Regions from separate parts of the Macaca mulatta genome. Here regions 1 and 2 are each linked to region 3. A link is a contact called in public Hi-C data. All regions are on one chromosome and are shown on one strand. The core of a region is the stretch at or near the end of the contact, and the rest is flanking DNA. Distances in the headings are between cores, read along the strand shown.

What was found. Hi-C and Micro-C count contacts between places; a contact is called where the count stands out from the background.
Region 1: a contact with region 3 is called in a Hi-C map of liver, with 2.4 times the contacts expected there. The contact joins the promoter of CD302 here to the promoter of MARCHF7 in region 3. A contact is called at or near these places in 2 of 14 Hi-C or Micro-C datasets (cortical neurons and liver).
Region 2: a contact with region 3 is called in a Hi-C map of fetal cortical plate, with 1.8 times the contacts expected there. The contact joins the promoter of BAZ2B here to the promoter of MARCHF7 in region 3. A contact is called at or near these places in 2 of 14 Hi-C or Micro-C datasets (fetal cortex germinal zone and fetal cortical plate).

What each region holds. Positions count from the first base shown.
Region 1 is chr12:64,627,243-64,631,841 of T2T-MMU8v2.0, forward strand. It overlaps CD302 (CD302 molecule), which reads right to left and starts at 1,937. Exons shown (of 7, transcript XM_077957092.1): 1 at 1,823-1,937. The coding sequence starts at 1,889. It overlaps LOC144333384 (a long non-coding RNA gene), which reads left to right and starts at 1,434. Exons shown (of 2, transcript XR_013402001.1): 1 at 1,434-1,757; 2 at 2,548-3,976.
Region 2 is chr12:64,452,525-64,456,872 of T2T-MMU8v2.0, forward strand. It overlaps BAZ2B (bromodomain adjacent to zinc finger domain 2B), which reads right to left and starts at 1,547. Exons shown (of 36, transcript XM_077957048.1): 1 at 1,241-1,547. LOC100423656 (a long non-coding RNA gene) reads left to right here and starts at 297. Exons shown (of 2, transcript XR_001438591.3): 1 at 297-453; 2 at 747-4,096.
Region 3 is chr12:64,548,182-64,552,261 of T2T-MMU8v2.0, forward strand. It overlaps MARCHF7 (membrane associated ring-CH-type finger 7), which reads left to right and starts at 1,876. Exons shown (of 9, transcript XR_013401998.1): 1 at 1,876-2,024. It overlaps LOC144333383 (a long non-coding RNA gene), which reads right to left and starts at 1,453. Exons shown (of 4, transcript XR_013401999.1): 1 at 1,315-1,453; 2 at 113-290.

The DNA.
Region 1 (4,599 bases), core at 687-3,186, 79 kb after region 3:
ATTATGAAAAACACACTTAGTTTTTCAGCCCTATAACATTAGCATGTATATGAATGTGCTCAGTAACCATAAACATCCAATACACATAAGGTGGTATTCATATGTTTTCTGGTTGCAACAATTACCCTTCATTTTGTATGAAGAGAATAAAGGGAAGGAAATCAAGATGAACCACACCTGTAACAGGGACTAGACGTGGAGTTTCCACTTAATGCTCCCAATAGCCCCGTGAGGTAAGTATTATCTCTGTTTTACTGAAGTGCAGATAAGTTGGTTAACTAGCTAGGTCAAAGCTCACACTCATTTCTAAATTAATCCTTAAAGCTTCCTGACTGAGAGAAGCTGATTAATTAACAACATTAATTTATTCATCATGCACTTTTCTAAAGCTCTTGAAAAGCCTATTGATCCACACTGGACTTATCAAAGGAAATGCACAAAAATTTCCAAAGGGAAATTTGCCCTCTATTGCTGGTCAAAACAGCTTCACTGAAGAAGAGACATACCAAAATCTAGAAACTGATTTTCTTTAAAAGTCTGACAAGAAAGAAAAATCTGACAAGAAAATTCGACTAGCCTAAAGTACAAATGCACAGCCTCGCAGAGGGTGGTTTACATGAGAGTTGAGATGTTACTGGCTTGCAAAATGAGGGTGTGCAGAAGAAGGGTTCAGAGACAGCCCAGCTTTGTCTTAGACAAAATTAATGTTCCCAGTCTGAACAGTGTGAACATGGGCACATCTTGTTTCTGCCCCTTTGACAGGCAGCAAGTGGCATAACCAGTCATAAATGCTGGTCCACAAAAGCTTTCAAGAAAGGAACCTTGGGTTTGTATGCAAGTTCTGAGCTGCTGCTGCCTCCAGCAGTGAGGTCCACTGAAATATTCCTGTCAGCAGACTTTGAACAGGCACTTACTATAAAAAGGCAGTGAAATTCGGGGCCGAGGTTGGGGGGGAATCTCTTGCATGTTATTTAAATCTCTTGCACTTTATTTAAGCCCACACAAGTACTAATTTAGTTCTTGTTTATTTTGCTCTTTAATTCCCGGAATTGTTCAGTCAGTGGTGTTTTTGGAAGTCTCCCTTCTCCAGTCTCCCCATCCACATATTTTTGACATGCTTGTATGGAAATTAAAAAAAAAAAAAAAAAACAATCAATAGAATTGTGCATTTTCCTCACAAGTCATTTTGTGAGTGAGTGGTCACGTGTGTGATTTTTCAGATGTCACTTGCACAACAGCAGACTAGAACTTTAAAACCCCTTGATTTCAGTGAAATCCAAGCTTGGCCTGTTCCCGTTCCTCTTCCATCCAGGGGTTATTTGGCTGAACTGTTTTCCTGTTTCAACAACTTGAACACCAACCAACTAGACAAACAGCGCTGCTTGCAAAAGAGGGCCTGCTTCCTCCGCCCCCACCCCCATCCCAGCAACCCCACCCCGGCCGCGCACCAGCTGGGGAAATCGCCGCCAATGTCCCCGCTTCTCATTTCAGCCTGAAATGGACCTGAAACGGCGCCCGTCGTGCAACTCCAAGTCCCTCAGTTCTCCAGCCAATCGGCCTAATTTGGGGGTTCCCTCCCCGCGGAGTGGGGTCTGCGCTGAGGATGTGGACTCGAAGGAAGACAGGGCCCTCCCGTATTCTCGGCCACCTCCCCTCCCCGAGGGCAGGCGGGTGAGAGGTGACCCGGAGCCAGGACCCACGGGGGACGGTCGTGCAGGGAAGGGCGGGATGCCCTCGGGTGCGCGAGGACGAAGAGTGTGCGTTGGGAAGGGGGCGAAGGCGGTCGCGCGCGGTCCCGGCGAGGGACGGCTTACGGGCTTACCCGCGACGGCAGCAGCTGCGAGCCCCAGCAGCGGCAGCAGGAGCGCGGGCGGCGCGGCCAGGGGCATGACGGCGGGTGCCGGGGGGCGTCAGCGGTGGCGCGGCCTGAGCGGAGCGGAGCGGGCGGGGCGGGGCGGGGCGGGGCGGGGCGGGGCGAGGCGGGAGCGGGGGCGGTGCTTCTCGGGTGAGGGTTCAATGCCCGCCGGGCGGAGCGTGAACGGCACGGGGGGCTCCCACCAGGAGGACCTGTGTGCTCCGTCCCACAGGAGCAGCTGGCGCGCGGCCTTCTGGAGCTTCTAATTCTTGTTTTTTAAACTTTTAATTTGAACCGAAATAACTTAGGACTTTCGAAAATATTGCAAAAACAGCACAAGAGATTTCCGTAACCCTTCAGCCAGCTTTTCTAAATATTAACATCTTATATAACGCCAGTGCAGTGATCAAACACAGGACACTCCCACTGGTATAATGCGATTAGCTAATCTACAGCACTTACCGCATCTCATTAATTGCCCCTCTAAGGGTCCTTTTCTGTTCTGGGATTCAATCCAGGATCATACATTGCATTGAGATGTCGTGTCTTCTTAGTCTCCCTTTAATCTAGGACAGTTCTCTGTCATTCTTTTTCTTTCACGATCAAACCACATTTAAAAAGTACTGGCCAGTCGTTTTGTAGAATGTCCCTCAGTTTCATTTTGTCTGACGTTTCCTCCTGATTTGATTCAGGTTGCGCTTTTTTGGCAAGAGTACCCCAGAAGTGATGTACCTGCTCGAGAAGGACAAGATGTCGATGTCTCATCACTGATGTTAACTTGGATCACTTGGTTAAGGTGGCGTTTGCCAGCCTTCTCCTTTGGATCTACTGGCCAGAATCCTCCTTTTCAAAGACTCTTTTCAGTGAACTATGTCTCTTCGACAGCTTTTCTGTTACCAGCTCCTGGATGAAGAGTCTTTAAGCTATGCTTGCTACAATGTATGCATAAACTGTGCAATTATACTTCACTCATGAGGGCCTCTGGACAACACCAGCCAGGGTCAAGCAAGGGTGCTTGTTTAAGCCTCATATCATTGGCAAAAGAGTTCTAAAAAATCAAGTCTAAACTCAACAACATGAAAACAAATGACCCAGTTAAAAAAAATGGGCAGATGATCTGAATACACACCTCATCAAAGAAGTTATATAATGGCAAATAGATGAAAAGATGCTCAACATCATATGTAATTGCTGAATTGTATATTAAAACAAAAATGAAATACCACTACATACCTATTAGATACCAGAATCCAAAAACGCTAACAAGATCACATGTTGGCGAAGATGTGGAGCAAAAAGAACTCTCATTCAGTGCTGGTGCAAATGCAAAATGGGACAGCCACTTTGGAAGACAGTTTAGAAGCTTCTTCCAAAACTAAATGTACTCTTACCATACCATCTAGCAATCACAACTCCTTGGTATTTATCCAAATGAGTTAAAAACTTACATATACACAAAAACCTGCACATGAATGTTGATAGCAGCTTTATTCATAATTGCCAAAACCTAGAGGCAACCAAGATGTCCTTCAATAAGTGAATGGATAAACGATGGCACATCCAAACAATGAAATATTATTCAGTACTAAAACCAAATAAGCTATCAAGCCACAAAAAGACATGGAAGAACTTTAAATATGTTTTGCTAAGAGAAAGAAGCCAATCTGAAAAGACTATATATTATATGATTCCAACTATATGACATTTTAGACAAGGCAAAACTATGGAGACAGTAAAAAGATAAATGGTTGCCAGGGGCAGGGGTGGGAAGAAAGAGGGAATGAATAGATGGAACACAGGATTTTTAGAGCTATGAAATTATTCTGTAGGATACTGTAATGGTAGATATGTATCACTATATATGTGTTAAAACCCTTAGAATGCACAAAACAAAGATGAACCCTAGTGTGAACAATAGCCTTTAGTTAATAATTTGTCAATATTGGCTCATCCACTGTAACAAATGTACCTGCTAATGCAAGATGTTAATAATTGGAGAAACTGGGGTATGTGTAAGGAGGTACATGGGAACTCTATACCTTCTGCTACATTTTTTGTATACATCTATAACTGCTCAAAAATTACTCTTTTTTTAAAAAATAAAATCTAACCCTTTCCACACTTCTGATAATCCAGAGTGGTTACACCAAGGAAATTTGACCCACGGGGTCTATAAGGAGAGTCATAGAGTGTTAGATGTGGTAGGGGTCATCTTCATTTACTAGTAAGGAAATTGAGTGACCCAAAGAAGGGATGTGATTCCCTGTGGGCTCACAGAGAATGCTAACAAATGAACCAGAGCCCAGGTCCTGTGCTGGACTCTCCCACCTATTCCAGGTTCTGCCCCTTTGCCAAAGTATTAAGGTCTTGCTTAACTTATTTACTTCCATTCTTCTTCTCAGGCTGCCAATAATGGGTTTATTATATACCAAACTCCAGACCAGAGCGAATCCTTCCAAAGGTACTCTACATTGGAATATTGACACATCTTGATTCCGGACTCTTTTGCCTTCCTAATTACAGAAGTAAAAATGGACAGTTCTAAGCAATCATGTAATTGTGAAAGTTATCTCTTCCAACCCACCTCAGGCACCAAAGTATATTTTATCAATGTGGTTTTCTTTGTGTTAAGCTACTTTTCAAATATTGGTTACATTTACCAATAGAATTGACATCCTAATGAATCAATCTATTTAAGGCAAAACTTATTTTAACACTGTCATTTTAAGTCATTTGGACTAAAG
Region 2 (4,348 bases), core at 297-2,796, 96 kb before region 3:
ATGGCGAAACGCTTGTTGTTTAGAGGGCAGGGAAAAAAATGGAGGATATTGTAATATACACAAAGGGATAAATTTCAACAACTCGGCCAAGGACTGCAGCTGCTTCCCTCTTTATAAGGAAGCAACAGACAAAAGATAAATACAGAGGGAGAAAGAAAAGAAGAGAACATCTCCCAAACAACAGACCCAGCTCTGACTCTTCAAACACTTCCTTCCCCTTCCCAAATCCCAATTCTGGGGTTCGTGAAACTACTTAAAGGGGAGGGAGCCGCGAAAGAGAACGGGGGCGGGGGGGAGGGGTAACGAGAAGATTAAAAGAGGGAAGCAGAGGAGTTGGGAGCTGGCGGTCGTTCCCGGGTAAGAACTGCTAAAAGATGAGACCAAGGCACAGACCTTACTGTATGAGAAGCAATGCTCCTCAAACCTTCTGCGTCCTGACATAGACCTTCCCAGGTATCCAGATCTTTTCCCAATCCCACCTGCCCCACCCCCACCCCCGCTCATCTTCAGTAAACTCAGAGCCTCCAGCTACACACGGGAGAGCTAGAGGCCCGAGCCGGGGAGTGGGGGTGGCAGACGCAGCTAATCAGTCCGAGAGGGAAGAGGGGGCGGAGGCAAAAAAGGGCAGCAGGAGGCGGACGGGGGTGGGGGGTGATCCAGAAACTACCCCGGCAGGGAGTGGGGGAGCAGCGGATATTCCGGGGTAGGAACGGCCATCGCAACGCTGACAGAGGTGGTTTTTTAAGAAGCAAAACTGTTGGCCGCGACCGAGCGCTGGAAGCCGAAGGGGAAGAGGAAGGAGACGCGAAGCCAAGGCGGCCGGCACAAAGGCGGCGGACTCGCGGCGGCAGCGCCTGCCCGGCCGGGAGCACACCCCGCGGCCCTACTCCAGCGAAGTCCCGCACCGGCTTCTAGGAATAAAGTTTACGTTCTCCTGATGCCGCACCCCCCACCTCCCACCCAGGACGGCACATCTCCGCGGCCTCCTCCCCCAAACTCCACTCGGGACCCCGAGAACCACCCCAGCCTTCCGGCCACCACAACAAAGAGCCGCACCGACCGGCGAGGGTAAACAGCGGCGGAGGGCGAGAGGGCGGCGGGGCGAGCGCCTCCACGCAGCAACTCCGGAGTCCCCCGCTTGCCCGAGCGCAGTTTCTCCGCTGCTGTTTCCACCAGCTTTGTAACACTGGGAATTTACATCCTCACCCGCACCCCTCACGCCCGAGGATTTTAAACTCACCTTTACTTTCGAACTGAGAGTTGCGGTAGATGGGATTTTTGCCTTTTCCCCAGATGGTTGAAGGTTAAGATTTTTGGAAACCCCACCACCTCCTTATTTCTATTATTATTTCTGCAAGAAAAGTAGAAAGAGAGTTGTAGTGGAGGTGAGATTTGTGATCGGGAAAGCCCTCGACTCCCTCCTTCTCCGTCTTCCGCCTCTCTCTCTCTGATTAGTTCCTATCCAGCAGCAGATTGAAGCAGGAGATGATTCTTCTCAAGGTTTGTTCAGCAGCTTCACTTCTAGGCGAAGGCTTCATGAACCAAGTGACGTCAACCAACAAGGCTTCTCTCTCTCTCCTCTCTCTAACAATGAAAGTTGCTGTTAACAAGGGAAAAAAAGAGAGAGAATTGTTTATACCATTTCAGTTCCAATAATAAATGACCTATCAGCTCCTAAAGGAGCTAAGGGAGGGGGTTGCTGCTTCTTTCCAAGAATACTGTAGCTTTGAGTTTGCACCGTTCCTTGTCCCAGGAAAAAGTTAAGCAACTTAAAATGTTTTGTTTTGCTTTTAAAGAAGACAGGACAGAAAATGGGACTTAAAACTTAGTTTTTTAAAAACAAAAGCTACAGAGTAGGGAGCATAGGTCAACTACCATCTCCACCTAAACTTTTTTTTGTTCCTAAACTCAGAATTCTACAAACCAAATAAATTAATATGCCGAGATTTCGCGGATGTTAAAACTCAAAAAGCAGGATGCAAGATGGTCCCGGGGTAAAATTCTGCTGCCTTTCTACGAACAAGTTAAACTGGCTGTGATGTTTACGCACTAAGTTAAAATAAAATTTAAATAAAAGACGTTAAAATAGTTACATGCACACACTGTAAAAGTTAATCTCGATAGCTTTTTTTCCAGTTTCTGAGAGGTTAGAAAAAAGCATAGCAAATTGTAGGCACTGAACACTTTTTAAAAATCAAGTTATGAGTAAGACTGGTAGCCCTTTGCTCCTTTAAACTACACACGCAGTCATATGCTATGTGTCTATCCCCAGAATCTCTTCCAACTCTGTTTTTACCCTTCCACTCCCCCAACCCCAACTCCCAAATCCTGCAACCAATCAAGTTAAACTAAAGATACAATAATCTTTAGTTATTGGTAGTAATGGGTGCCCCATTCCCTCCCGCACCCCATCCTATAGATTCCTAAAAAAAAAACAATTTTTTTTTAAAGCCTTAATCTTGATAACACTTTATTAGCCAAGAAGATACTTTTTTTTTTTTTTTTATAAGTTCGCTGAGGTACCGTTTTTTCCCTCCAGAACACAAGAAACTCTCAAAGTTCATATAACTAAATATTGCCTAATTTAATTTTCAGGATGAAGAGTAAGTAAAAATTAAGCTATCGGAGAATAATTTGATCATCTATGTATATTTTATACATTTGTGGATAGATGTATCTTAAAAGATGCTATTGTTTTATGTTTCCTCTTCAGCCACTGGCTGTGATTTTAATTGTGCTGGAGGATCTTCATTAGTATTAACACATGGGGAGATTTCACAAAGCTGCTTCATTAGGAAAAAAAAAAGCTTGGCAGACTAGGTCTTTTTGCATGCACTGAGAATGTCAGCCTTACCTCGGTCATTTGTAACATAATAAGTGCAAGTACAATGATTGCAATGCAGGAGCTCTGGGGGAAGGGCAGAAATACTGCCTGTCTAATAGGGATATCTGAAAAGAAGGCTGCTCATTACATAGTAAAATGTATGCTAAAAATTAGTGAAGATGATGTCTCAGGAGACTGATGCTAAATAAATTAATGTGCTGATATGTTTTTAATTATTATTTTTGTAGTAGTTTATTTCATTCTCAGGATTCACATTGAGCAGCAAAGCTGTGCTAGCACTTATTGATTTTTTTTCCCTGCCACATTCCCGGAATACAGATTTTAATCATTTCACTACACCACACTCAGTAATTTCATTAAAAAGTGGAATCTTCCATCCCCAGAAAAGCATTTAATTTCAATGACATACAATTTCTCTTTAAGCAGCAAACTGTCTCTACAGTAAAAACTGGCCTAAGGTTCAAATGCATAATTTAATCCTGAGTTTTCCATGCTCTGCATTCCTTTCAAGCTATAATTTGAGTAACTACCTAATAACTGTAATAAGGACAATAATTTCCTTATAATATATTATTAACTCATATTTAATTAACTCGGAGGCCAAGCTCTGTACATGTGTGACTGGGTCAACAGTTCTATAATCTCAAAATTTACTAATAATGTTCCAGAAGAAAAATATAGATTAAAATATACGTATGAATGCACTTAGTATCTAAGACTTCTATCCCAAGTCACATACAAAAAAGTTAATGCATTGTTCTATAATGGTGGTCATTAAATAAATAATATTTTTAAGTATGTGTAACTAAAAAATGGAATTCAGTGATATTTCTATGTGTAAAGTATTGAATATTAATATTTTAACAATCTATTACTGACACTTTACCTAATCATTAGCATTACTGTTGAAAATATTTAATTTTGAAAAGATAAGGAAAATGTGCTAGATTCAAGTTATCTTGATTTTCATAAAGAATTCTCCCAAAATATACTTTGCTTGAAATAAAGTTAAGTGGCACATTGTAACTTGAATAATTAAGAATACATCCTTTACTTAAATACTTCAAACAATATACTGCAAAGCATGGTTCAATTTTTGGTGACAATAATATTTTGAAAATTGGCATTGCAGATGCCACACTGGTTTCCCAAACAGTGGTTTCATAAGGATATGTAATTTATATTGCCTGGATTTTAGAAAAGAAAGCTGTGAAAAAAAAAATTTTAAGTAATAAAATTCATTAATTTAAATTGTGGAAATATGTCTAAACAGAAAAAACAGAATATATGTAATGAAAGTGATTACTATATAAAAACTCAAATCATTCCCCTGAGTAATTTTAGAATCATAATTCAAAAATTTTTATAAGAATATGTATATGCAGTTTCAAGCTGGAGCCACATACAACGCAGAGTTGTCTTTTACTTGATTGTACAAGGAAGTAACTTATAACAAAATAATCTTATCAAAAGGTTGGAAAAAAGGAGAAAAGGGGTGACAGT
Region 3 (4,080 bases), core at 626-3,125:
CACAATAACCATTCTTAAATAATAAAAACATATTCATCAGTGGTCTTTATTTACTAGCACCAATAAAAAATCAGAAGTTCTGTTTAACCTAGGAAACTGGTGTCATACTCACTTCATAATATCATCAGTGCTGGGTGGAGACAAAGCCATAATCTGCCACAATCTGCACCATCCTTGCCAGGTTTGGGAGTTCTGTAGAGTAGTTACCACTGCCAGGTCTGACTGCCATAGCTCAGGAAGAGGGAGCAGTCATTTCTCTTAGCATAATCTTGAGAAGATGTCTAAGGGACCTATGTAATATTAAGTCACAGAAAGAGAAAACATTATTGGTGGTTTAGACATGGAATGTAATAGCTTACAATTATGGAATGCTTACTGTGTTTCAGGAACTGATGCATTATCTCATCTAAACAACCCTATAGGGCATGGGTACTGCTACTAATCCCGTTTTACAGGAAACCTAGGTTTAGCAAGATTAAGGAATTGCTTGAGATAACAAAGGTAGTAAGAGGCAGGGCTGGAATTTGAACCCATATAGTCTGGTTCTTCAGGGTGTATACATCCGTGTATCTATAACCACAATAATGCAGGGGCACTCAAACAGGCTGGAAAAAAATTATTTTTCTTTAAAGGGCAAATTAATTTCCTCAAAAGTAATCTCTGTTCACTTTACCCCTACCAGATGCTTATTTTCATTTCATATCCTAAAAGTTAGATTGGCACTTACATGCTAACTTAAAATACTAAACTTTAAATCTTTAAAATTTATAGTATTTTAGAATTTATCATAGTGAAACATGTACAGTCGTTTGTCCCCAGTACAGTAAAATAGGGATAGTGATTGATACTCCATTCCCTTCTGATGTAATGACAAATACATAGAAAGACTGTGTTTCACTTATTGGAATTATTTGGATCCAAAGGATAGCTTTTAATACCCTAACAAAATAGGTCATTAAAAAAAATCAAGTGCCTTTCAGTATTCTTCCAAGTTTCAATAACTGATCTTTTCCATTAAAGAATTTCTGATTCATTATTCCAAATCAACATATCATCTAAATATTTCCACATATTTAGATGTAGATTTTCCTTAAACTATTTCCTTTTATTTATTAGTACTCATTCACATCTTAGTTTGCCACATTTACAGTTCTTTGAAAGTTTCATCTAATATTCACCTGACCATTCACCTCACAATTTTCCTCCCTCTTTCTAAATAGGTGAATTTGTTTACTGCAAAATCGATGGCTACGCTATTAAAGGTTACTATCACGATTTAAAAAGACATGATCACCATCACCAAGATTTACTTACCACAAGGAAATTATCACAAGGTTGGACAAACAGGCTCCAACTCTTAAGGGAAAGAGCTTGCAGTCAGATCACACAGGGAGGGCAGGGAAGCAAGCGGGGAGGGGTAGGTCGGAAAAGGCAGTGCTTGATTCAATTCAACATTCACTGCGCCACTTACCAAGCGCCAGAAAAAGAAAAAAAAAGCCAACGAGCTGGGCGTTATTTCGAGCACGGGGCCCTGCAGGTTGGCCTGTGGGCGGGGACCCGGCGCCCGGGAGGGAAGGGGCTGGCTCTGAGACGCTAGCCGGGCGGGGACAGCCACCCAGGGCCGGGCCTCCAGCGCCCGACGCCCGCACACTCGCCAGCCCAGCTGCCGGTACGCCAGCCAGCCAGCCGCTGCCGCTTACCAGTGGCGACTCGTTGACTCCCCGGGGGCAGCTCTTCAACGGTTCCCGCAGTCAGAGCACCACCCCGCGGTGGGGTACCTCCAGCCCGCCCGCAGCTCTCGGTCCCCGCAGCTCCGCCACTCTCGCGAGAAGCTAGGAAGTCCGCGAAGTGGGGGGAGGAGGAGCAGGGAGGGGCACTTAACGGTGGCGGCTGGTTCTGCGCCGGATCCGGGAGAGGGGCGGGCGCCATTGTGCTTCGCTGCGGACTGCTTTTCCTCAGTCACAGGCCTAGAACTCCAAGGAGGAAGGCGGCGGTGCTGGTCGCTGCGAGCAGGACGCGCACTGGTCAGTGCCGGCTCAGGAGCCGGGGTAATGATCTGCGGAGCTCGTTCTTCGTCCCGGGAGCTAGTTCGGGACCAGGCCGCGAGTGGGGGAGGGGAGGAAACGGAGAGGCCTGGGGACGCGGAGGCCGCTTCCCCTCAGGATGAGGTGGAGGAGCTTGGTCCGGGGCCACTGGTGCAAAGCGGGTCACGGCACAGGCCTCCTCTGCCAGGGGCCTTTTGTCGGGTGGTGGAGTTTGTGGCGGGTGGAGGGGACAGATAGTGTGTCTTCCTCAGGAACGTGTGGTGGGTGAGGGGAAGAGGCCTGAGCCCTCTTTTGGCGCGGGGCGGCCTCCTCTTGGGCCGCGGGGCGGGGGGGGGTCCTCGGAGCCCTGTGGGCCGAGGGCGTCGCGCGTGAGCTCGCCGGTGAGCGTGGGGCAAAGGTGGGCAGGGCTCCGGCTCGGCCAGCCCGGCCTCGAGTCGAAGTGACTTCGGCAGCGCCTTAGATTCGGCCAAGATTGTCTTATTGGTAACGTCAGTTTTTGAATATCGTGACGCCCTGAGAGTTATTTTTGTGTTGTGGTGAATTGTGGGTTCTGCAACTCGAAGTAGGTAATTGTATTAAAAATGGACCTGTTGGCCTAAGAAGTAAAAATATGGAAGGCACTGGGAGTAGGAAATTCCCTCATTTTGGTGAAACTGCGTATTGAAGATGAATGTGTCCACCCACTCACCCCAAAATGCTGCACTTAATACTTTTTCCCAAGTACCAAAGTAAATATATTGGGAAAGTCTCTATCTGGGTAATAAATTCGTCACGACTAATGTTGTTTGGTACTATTAGTTAAATGTGTCAAAGCTGAATTTGGCGAGGTTTTTTCCCCTATTTTATACGATTGATTAGATGTTTTTCTGGTTATATATTATTTTAAATCTCCACGTTTCTGTCCAGATCCAAGATGCAGGGTTAAATACGAATTTTGGATTTAAAAATCCAGTAGTGTACAGTTATTAAGAAGGAACACATGTAGTGTAACTAGATCTTTTTCTTGAGGTAGCAAAAAGTTTGTTTGAGAAATGAGGTCAGTATAATATTTTTATTTAACAGCTCTACAGCATTTCGGGAGACAGGACTGGTGCATGAGGCAGTAGCACCAGACTCAGAAGACCTGGGTTTGAGTTTTCATTTTTGCCGTAGTTGTTTATGTTCATGAGATTGTCTCAAAAACATGGCAGTTCATTTCTAGAGAGGATTAAATTTGCTGAGGTGGTGTGTGAAGCAGTCACTGGGGGGACATAATACTAATCTTGGTTTTTTTCCAGTTTCATGCTGGGTCAGATGTCTTGAATAACAATTCCTACTTATTCAAGTACAAATGATTTCTTTTTTTTTGCCACTTTGGAAGAGGACTTATTTTCCCAGATAAAGCACGAGAATGCCCAGATTATGTTCTACATGAAGGTGTCAGGTAACAAACTGGACCCAGAAGTCATCCATGACTCTCATGTAGCCAATTTTTAGTCCGCTCCATACCCACCTTACACAACTCTTTATCTGCTTTATGTTCAAGAATTGTCTACATTTGGACATTTTATTGTTGGAAAATAATTTTGTAATGCAAAATCTGTCAAATATCTTTAAACATTTTTGGATAATTTGTAATTTGTTGTAGTCAAATTACAAATTATGGAGAGCTTCACATTACAAGAATGAGCTTGATGTGGCATCTGCCCTCCACAACTCACTGTTTAGTCATCAGACTAATGTATAAACAACTATTATTATCTTAGTATGACTGTACAGTAATTCTGTGGGAGCATAGGGGAGGGGTGCTTACTCTTGGAAATTTTACAGGATTTATTTATTGCTTGAACTAAGATGTGAAGGATCACTAGGACTTTGATAAAGAAACTGTGCAAAGTCATGATATTATGGTTTGTTTTAGGAATTCATGATTTGTTCCTGTAGCTGAAACATACATTGAATGGTAAGTCAGAGCCTGACATAAAAGACTTTCTGTACTGTACTAGGAAATTAGTGTCTGGGTGTGGTGGCTCACTCCTGTAATCCCATCACTTTG